Linked DNA regions of Rattus norvegicus: region 2 is linked to region 1. Evidence: chromatin contacts called from public Hi-C data. All regions are on one chromosome and are shown on one strand. The core of a region is the stretch at or near the end of the contact, and the rest is flanking DNA. Distances in the headings are between cores, read along the strand shown.

Region 1 (3,651 bases), core at 381-2,880:
TATCATATATAAGTACACTGCAGCTGTCCTCAGACACACCAGAAGAGGGCATCAGATCCTATTACAGATGGTTGTGAGCTACCATGTGATTGCTGAGATTTGAACTCGGGACCTCTAGAAGAACAGTGAGTGCTCTTAACCACTGAGCCATCTCCCCAGCGTGGTAAAATTACTTAGAGCATTCTGCCATGGTCAGAATATGAGGTTGTTCTAGTGGATGTAAAACAGAGCTATTTCAGGAAAGAGGAAGAGTCTGACCAAGACAGATAAAGAAAATAAGGTAGCAATTCTAGCATGATGGGGCAGAGGGATGGCATGTGCACACACTGATTACTAATCATAGACTCTAGACATACTGCCAAGGGAAAGTGCAGGGCTATGGTGGGCATGGGCTGAGTATGAGACTGTACAAGACAGCCATTTTATTAAGTTCACTATATCACCAAATGCAGCACAGACGCAAGAAGTTAAGTCAACAGGTATTTATTTAGTCTGGAGCCCAGAATGGGAGATGTTGCCTGCTGTGATGTTTGAGCTTCTGAATTCTTATGAGTGATTTGGAGTGACAATGAAAAAAGGTAGCAGTGTTAAAAGGCTGTACTCAGCTGATGACAATGCAAAGGTACTTCACAGGAATCACGAGAAATCCATCAGGTTTGATTAGAGACTGCCACAAACCTAGAATAGAGGTAGGGATAGTGCTGATTTATGTATATATATATATATACATATATACACACATATATATGATGTATGTATAATTGTATATGTAATAATTATTACACATCTTATAATTTAATATTTTATAATTGCATGTTATATTTTACTAGATATTATATATGACTGGATATATATATCCAGTTACATTTATATTTAAAGTACATTTGTATAATTTTTTTATATGTGGGACTAGTGTGTACTTCTTCAAGAAGTTTATAGTTTAGGGTAAATGGCATACTGGAATTCTTAATTTACAGAGATCTTTCAAAAATTTATTCACAATAACCCTCAGATACGGGGATCATTCTCTACTTTCTTTCAAGTAAAAAGTGGTATTGTCAAATGCCAAGAGATGTTTCAGACAATACAGATACAAAAGAAGTCAACCAAATTTAAGAACTAGAGGTCACTTCTTACGAGCGAAGTTTTAGTGATGTAAGGAAACCGATGTCAGAGATGAGAGTGTTAAGGAGGCAGGAGGTGAGGTGTAATCTATAGAACACATTCTCTAGGTGTTCAAAGCGCACTTGATGAACGAATGAATACACTCAAACAATAGTAAAAGATGGTTGCCTTTCTGTCAGCTCAAATACAAACACACACCCTTTCCTAATTAATAACAGGACACAAAAGCAATAAAAAGAGAAGGCAACTGGACCCTGGGCGGAGCACGGCTCGAGTGGCCACACTCCGTGGAGCAGAGTCAAGTCGGGACCTTCTCGCAACCCAAGAAGTGACAGAGCCTGGCGAGTGGCGCTAACTGCACCCAACACGCCTCACCGACCAAAGGCCTGACCAGCGATTAGAGCCGAAGAACCCAAACCACCCCTGTCTCCAAGGGCAACGCGGCACCACACTTCCGGAAGCGTCGAGTACGGAAGGCGCTGCTATTTTGCATCATTTCCGCCACCCCTAGCGAGGTGGACCTTGCGCGGGTGAGGTGGGGGTCACGCTGGGTGCTATTGTTTCTCTTCCGGTGCTGTATGCTCTCTTCGGGAAGGCATTAGGACCGTTGCGTCTAAGTAGTGACAGCCTCTTCCTGCAAACCAGCCCTTCCAATATCTAGTCTGGTAAAATTGTACCGTACGGTGGCCGAGGAGGTTTAAGCGCGCCGGAAGTATCGCTCCGCGCGCGCGCCCAGCTGAGCTAGAGACGCACGTGGCGCGGTGAGTGCGGCGGAGGGCAAGATTGTGGGAAGCAGCGGGTTGGGATAGGGTGGCGAGGCATGGGCCGTGGGGCTGGGACGAAGACACCCCTCTCTCCGCGCTCGCCACTGGCTATGTGGGCGAGTGGCGGGCGGCGTTCACTGCTGTCCTCTTTTTGGTGTTTCGAGCGAGGCGGAGGGGAAATAGATAAATGATCAGCCCGCACTGACTGGAAGGAGCCGGCCGTCTATTTCACCAGGCCGGAGAGAGCATGTCTTTCCGAGGCGGAGGTCGCGGAGGCTTTAATCGCGGTGGTGGAGGTGGAGGCTTCAATCGTGGCGGCGGCAGCAACAACCACTTCCGAGGGGGCGGCGGCGGTGGTGGCGGCGGCGGCAATTTCAGGGGCGGCGGCCGAGGAGGATTTGGACGAGGGGGCGGTCGTGGAGGCTTCAATAAATTCCAAGATCAAGGGCCTCCAGAACGAGTCGTCTGTAAGTCGTCTTCAAAGCTTAACCTCCTTTGCAATGGGAATAGAGTCCGGTTTATGTTATTCACACGTTTGATAATAAGTCTCCAAAAGGCAAGTCGGGTTCCCTGACAGTCATTTCATAGCATATAAGGAACCGATCATGAGAACGGAAATGCAGCGTGGAGGTGAACTTGAATTGGGACAGAGAAGTAGAGACTTAGACAATATTGAGTACCTAGGCATTCTAAAGGGCAGAAAACCATTCAGGATTAAGTGTGATTCCCTAATGACATAATTAAAACACAAACCTAAGCTTTTAGCTTCCATAGCTCATGTTTTCAGTTACCAAAAAGCAGGGGAAATGAAACCTGCTTGGGAGAAGGCAAAAGAAAAGAAATGCCCAACTAAAGTAATTTTGAGTAATTATGGGAGAGGTGGATTGGAAGTCAGCAAACGTAAGGGGGAAGTGGTGGATCTGTATGCAGGATGAATTTGCTGAACAAAATGACTAAAGTCAAGGGGACGTGTAGTAAGCCATATATATAAGGTGTTGAGATCTGTGTTTGAAAAGGTGACAGGAGGAAAAGGGGAAAGGTAGGAGATAGGTCCAACCTTTTTAATACTCTGCGTCACATTGACATCACAAAATTCACACTCCACATAACCATGCAGCCTAGTTAGCACACACCGTGCACACACACAGTCCCTTGCACAACCCTTCAAAAACATGTTGTAAATAAGTGTACCGTTTTGTGTTGGGCCACATTCACAGTTGTCCTGTGTTCCATGCAGCCTGAAGGCAGTGCATTGAACACATGGATGGAGAAGAGATTTCAAAAGACACATGACACATAGAACTTGACTAATACTAAGAAAGGTTCTAGCTGTTGTTAAGGGTAGGGAGTTACTTTGTAGGTATATGGTATTAATTCTGGGTTACAGAAACAGGTGTACTTTGAGTTCGCATACTTCCTGAGGAAGGATAGTCATTGGTGAAGAGGTGGTAGTGGTGATGAGTTCTGAGGAAGGAAGAAGCAATCAACAAAACCAGAGTGGTTCACAGTTTGAGGCTGGGTAAAGAAGGGAAAATCAGTGGATTTAATGCAGTCATAACAGCCTTGACAGGGTAACTGTTGTACATTGAATGAGTGCTGTTGTAAGCACTGTGTTTGTTGTTCCTGTTGCTTAAGTATCAGGTGTGGCTGCCGTTAGAGGTGACTAGCCTCATTTTACAGTGTACAGAGAGAAGGGGGTCTCTTAGGTCCCATGGTAATGACATGCTAACTTAGGACTACAGGGTTGGTGACTGAGCTGTGC
Region 2 (3,651 bases), core at 650-3,149, 250 kb before region 1:
TTGGGGCTGGCTTACAGTTTCTGAGGTTTGGTCCATTATCATCATGGCGGGAAGGCTGGCAGCCTGTAAGCAGATATGGCGCTGAAGGAGCTGAGATTCTATGTCTTGAGACTGCATCATATCGGTGTAACTTGAGCATACGAGACCTCAGAGCCTCCTAACACGGTGAGGTAATTCCTCCATCGAGGCCACACCTAATAGTGCCAATCCCTGTGGGCTAAGCATTCAAGGGCACGAGTCTATAGGGCCAAACCTATTCAAACCACCACAGAGGGGAACCAGTTTCACAAGTTTATGAGGAAGGCTGCCTTTTACCTAACTGCAGGAAATCCTCCTACAGTCCAGGCTGAGCTCTTGTCTGGATGTTTGCACTGCCTTTTGGAATTTGGGGTACTGGCGTTTCCTTTGGAACCAACACAATCCGCAAACAAAAGTAAGTAAATAATTTTGGAATGACTACTTTATGGAGATCTATGAAAATGCAATATCTGTCTGTGTGAGGAATTTTCCCCCAAGAGACAGCATATCCATACACCTGATTAAAATAAGCTAACATCAAGAACACATTCCAGAGGCAGCAAGCCAATTGCCTATTATTCCCTTGCTGGCATGGTGTCATCCTTAATGCAAATTCAAAGGACTCCTGGCAAGGGCTGGAGCTTGAACTATGACCTCCTTGATGAAGTGAGGGTGTGATCTTTTGCTCAGGAAGGTTGAGTGTCTTTGAAGAAACTGAACAATGCCATATATATATATATATATATATTATGTATATATATATGACTACTCTCTCTCTCCATATATATATATATATGAGAGGGGGGAGGGGGAAGGCAGGGAGGCAGGGAGGCAGGGAGGCAGGGAGGCAGGGAGGCAGGGAGGCAGGGAGGCAGGGTGGCAGGGAGGCAGGGAGGCAGGGAGGCAGGGTGGCAGGGAGGCAGGGAGGCAGGGAGGGAGAAATCTCAGAACTCCAAAGTGTGACTCCAGACACTAAAAGTTTATTTTTAGTGTGGTTCAATAGGGCATCCGTCATTAATTCACGGCAACTATTTAAGGAAGGCTTTGTGCTCTAGAACTACGAAGCTTTAAGGTTTGCATAACCTTCCAGTAAATAGGATTCCACCGCTCCGGAAATGTCATCTTACTAGATCTCATTCTGAATCCAAACGTTTCTGAGCAGTTGCACACCCACTACTGTGTGACCGTGACCTACTTGGGACCAAGATGTCCAAATGACTTGGATAATGCAGTCCTTGCCTGCTAGTCAGCATGCTGAATGGACCAGGGAGGTTGCTTCAAAGATTACACTAGTCAAAGCAAGTTGACCTGTCTTCTGAATGCCACAGCTTCCTAAACACCAATGGGCGGAGCCAACCCTTGGCGGGTGGGGGAAAATGTAAAGTTTGTCTTCAAGCTCTCCTTGTATTAGGTATTCGTCTTTCTCCTAGTGTTTAAAGACACTGGTTAAAGTTTTGACTCTATTACCATTGTTAGTGAGAATCTGTCATAGAGAAATGTTTTCTCTTTGCTTGGGAATTACACATTTCCAATAAACATTTGGCTTGATTGCACTGTTAATTTGGAATTAAGTTGGGGGGAGCGTACACGGAAAAGTAACAAATCCAAAACCAGGCTTCCTCTTCGAGGAAGAGTACGTGGATGAGCTGGGACTGGCGTGACCCAGGACTTGGGACCTCAGCCCGCAGCTTTTCACCGTTCTGCAGCCCTGCAGGGCGCAGGCTCCATCCGGGTAGCGGCGGCCACAGGAGCCCGCGCCTTCCCCTTCCGCGGCGCCGCAGCCTGGCCTGTGCGGGGAGGTGGTCGCCAGCTCCGGCCTGCAGGGGGCGCTGGCGCCGGAGGGCTGGGCCGGGGTCCGCGCGCTTGCGGTGGCGTGGCCGAGCGTGGGTGCCCGGGCCGCGGTCCTTAGTGAGAGTGACTCGGCCTGTGACGCGGGCGCGTTCCTTCCTCTTCCTCTTCCTCCGCGGCCCCGCCTTCCTTCCCTCCGCCCATCTCCCGCCGCGGAGGAGCCGCCGCCGCCGACAGCCGCGCCGTCATGTCGGCCCCCGCCGGGTCCCCTCACCCGGCCGCCGGCGCCCGGATGCCGCCCAAGCTCGGCGGAGCAGTCTCTGGCCTGGCGCCGCCGCAGCAGAATGGTGAGGCGAGAGGCCGGGGTGCGGCGCGGGGCCTAGGCAGGCGGGAGGGTGAGGGTGAGGGCGGGCGGGCGGGCGGCCTGCGTCTTGGCTCGGGACGGGCAGGGCCGGGCCCGGGAGGCCGCGGTGGGGCCCCGAGGCCGCGGTGAAACATGGAGGCCGCGGTGCGGCGAGGGGAGCGGCCGAGAGGACGGCCGGGCGGGGCTGTCGGCGGTCTGCCATCCAGGCCTGCCATTCCGCGTGGACCGAGGCCGTGGCGTAGGGGTCGGCGGCCCGCAGGACAGTCAGCTCCGACCTAGGCGCCGGCTGGTTGCCCCGGGCGACCCTTTCACCGCCGAGAGCTCACAGGACGCCGGGGCCGCAGAGTGCGTGGTCTGTGGAGGGCATGGAGCAGCCTTGGTACTTGGTGGATCGCATCCTTCCGGCCCCAGGAACGTAGCTTTGATTTTTTTTTTTTAAGGCCCGCGAGCTCGCTGCCTGGAAGGGAACTTAGTTTGCACTTAAGTTTGTAGGAGAAGGATGTAAATATGCTGCTGCAGAAGTGTAACTGTAACCCCGACCCACTTCGGCCTCGGGATCTGTTGTGGTTTGCCGCCGCGGTTGCTGCTCAAGCCTTTGGAGTTTGATTGTAGTAGTGTTCGTGGGGTAGCAGGTGTCAAAGGGATCGAGGCGAACACCTTTAGATCCCCTCATCTCCAGCTTCACTTTAAAATCTAGAAAAACGTGCCAGAGTTGCTTGGCCCTGCTTTGAGGCAAGGCCTGCGCGTAGGGAAACATGAATGTAGCTTTCCTACTGAGGTTATAGGCTTCGAGCTTGCAGGAGTTATTTCCTAACATGCCTAGCCCCTGCTCTAGAGATCTGGAATGTTCCTAAATAGTACTGGGGGAGGGGCCCTCTTTAGAGACTTGAGTGTGTGTCTGATGACCCTCCCACAAGTAATCAAAGCTAAGAAAATCCCTCTGTCCTGTGTCAAAAAACAAAACCACCCAGTACTCATCAAATCATTGACCTAGTTTACACAGTGTGCTAATCAGAATTTACAACCAAAGTTTGGAAAATTGATAATAATGCTTTTCAAACAGGAAACACCCCAAGAATCAGGTGGAATTTTTATTCACAACTATAAAAAAAAAATGATGGTTTAGTCTTAAGATTCCGAGGTCTGCCTTACTTGTATTTCATGTTTCTTATAGTCATTGTTTAGTATAAACTTTTGAATGTGAACAGTGTCATTGGTGGTATCAGACTTGTCCAAGTGAAAACGTGATTTGTGAGCAACTTTGTCAATTTTGTGTGCATGTGTTTGAGTGAGTGAGCCCCTGCTTGCACATGGAGGTCAGAGGACAACTTCTGGGACTTGGTTCTTTCTACCAGGTGGGTTTTGAGAATCCAACCTTGGTAGGGTTCTTGTAAATGCTAGCTAGGCTTTGTTTTTAGCACATCTTTGTATGGGGAGCAATCAGAACATCATAATTTAGAGATAGGTCCCAGGTTAGAACA

Evidence for each region. Hi-C and Micro-C count contacts between places; a contact is called where the count stands out from the background.
Region 2: a contact with region 1 is called in a Hi-C map of frontal cortex, with 2.7 times the contacts expected there. The contact joins the promoter of Sec24b here to the promoter of Gar1 in region 1. A contact is called at or near these places in 3 of 12 Hi-C or Micro-C datasets (frontal cortex, liver and mammary epithelial cells) and 1 of 1 datasets of contacts at active chromatin or transcription factors (oligodendrocytes).

The regions. Positions count from the first base shown.
Region 1 is chr2:221,054,728-221,058,378 of GRCr8, reverse strand. It overlaps Gar1 (GAR1 ribonucleoprotein), which reads left to right and starts at 1,630. Exons shown (of 7, transcript NM_001024306.1): 1 at 1,630-1,886; 2 at 2,125-2,356. The coding sequence starts at 2,137. LOC134485966 (a long non-coding RNA gene) reads right to left here and starts at 1,565. Exons shown (of 2, transcript XR_010064435.1): 1 at 1,138-1,565; 2 at 468-678.
Region 2 is chr2:221,305,167-221,308,817 of GRCr8, reverse strand. Sec24b (SEC24 homolog B, COPII coat complex component) reads left to right here and starts at 1,899. Exons shown (of 24, transcript NM_001106474.1): 1 at 1,899-2,153. The coding sequence starts at 2,054.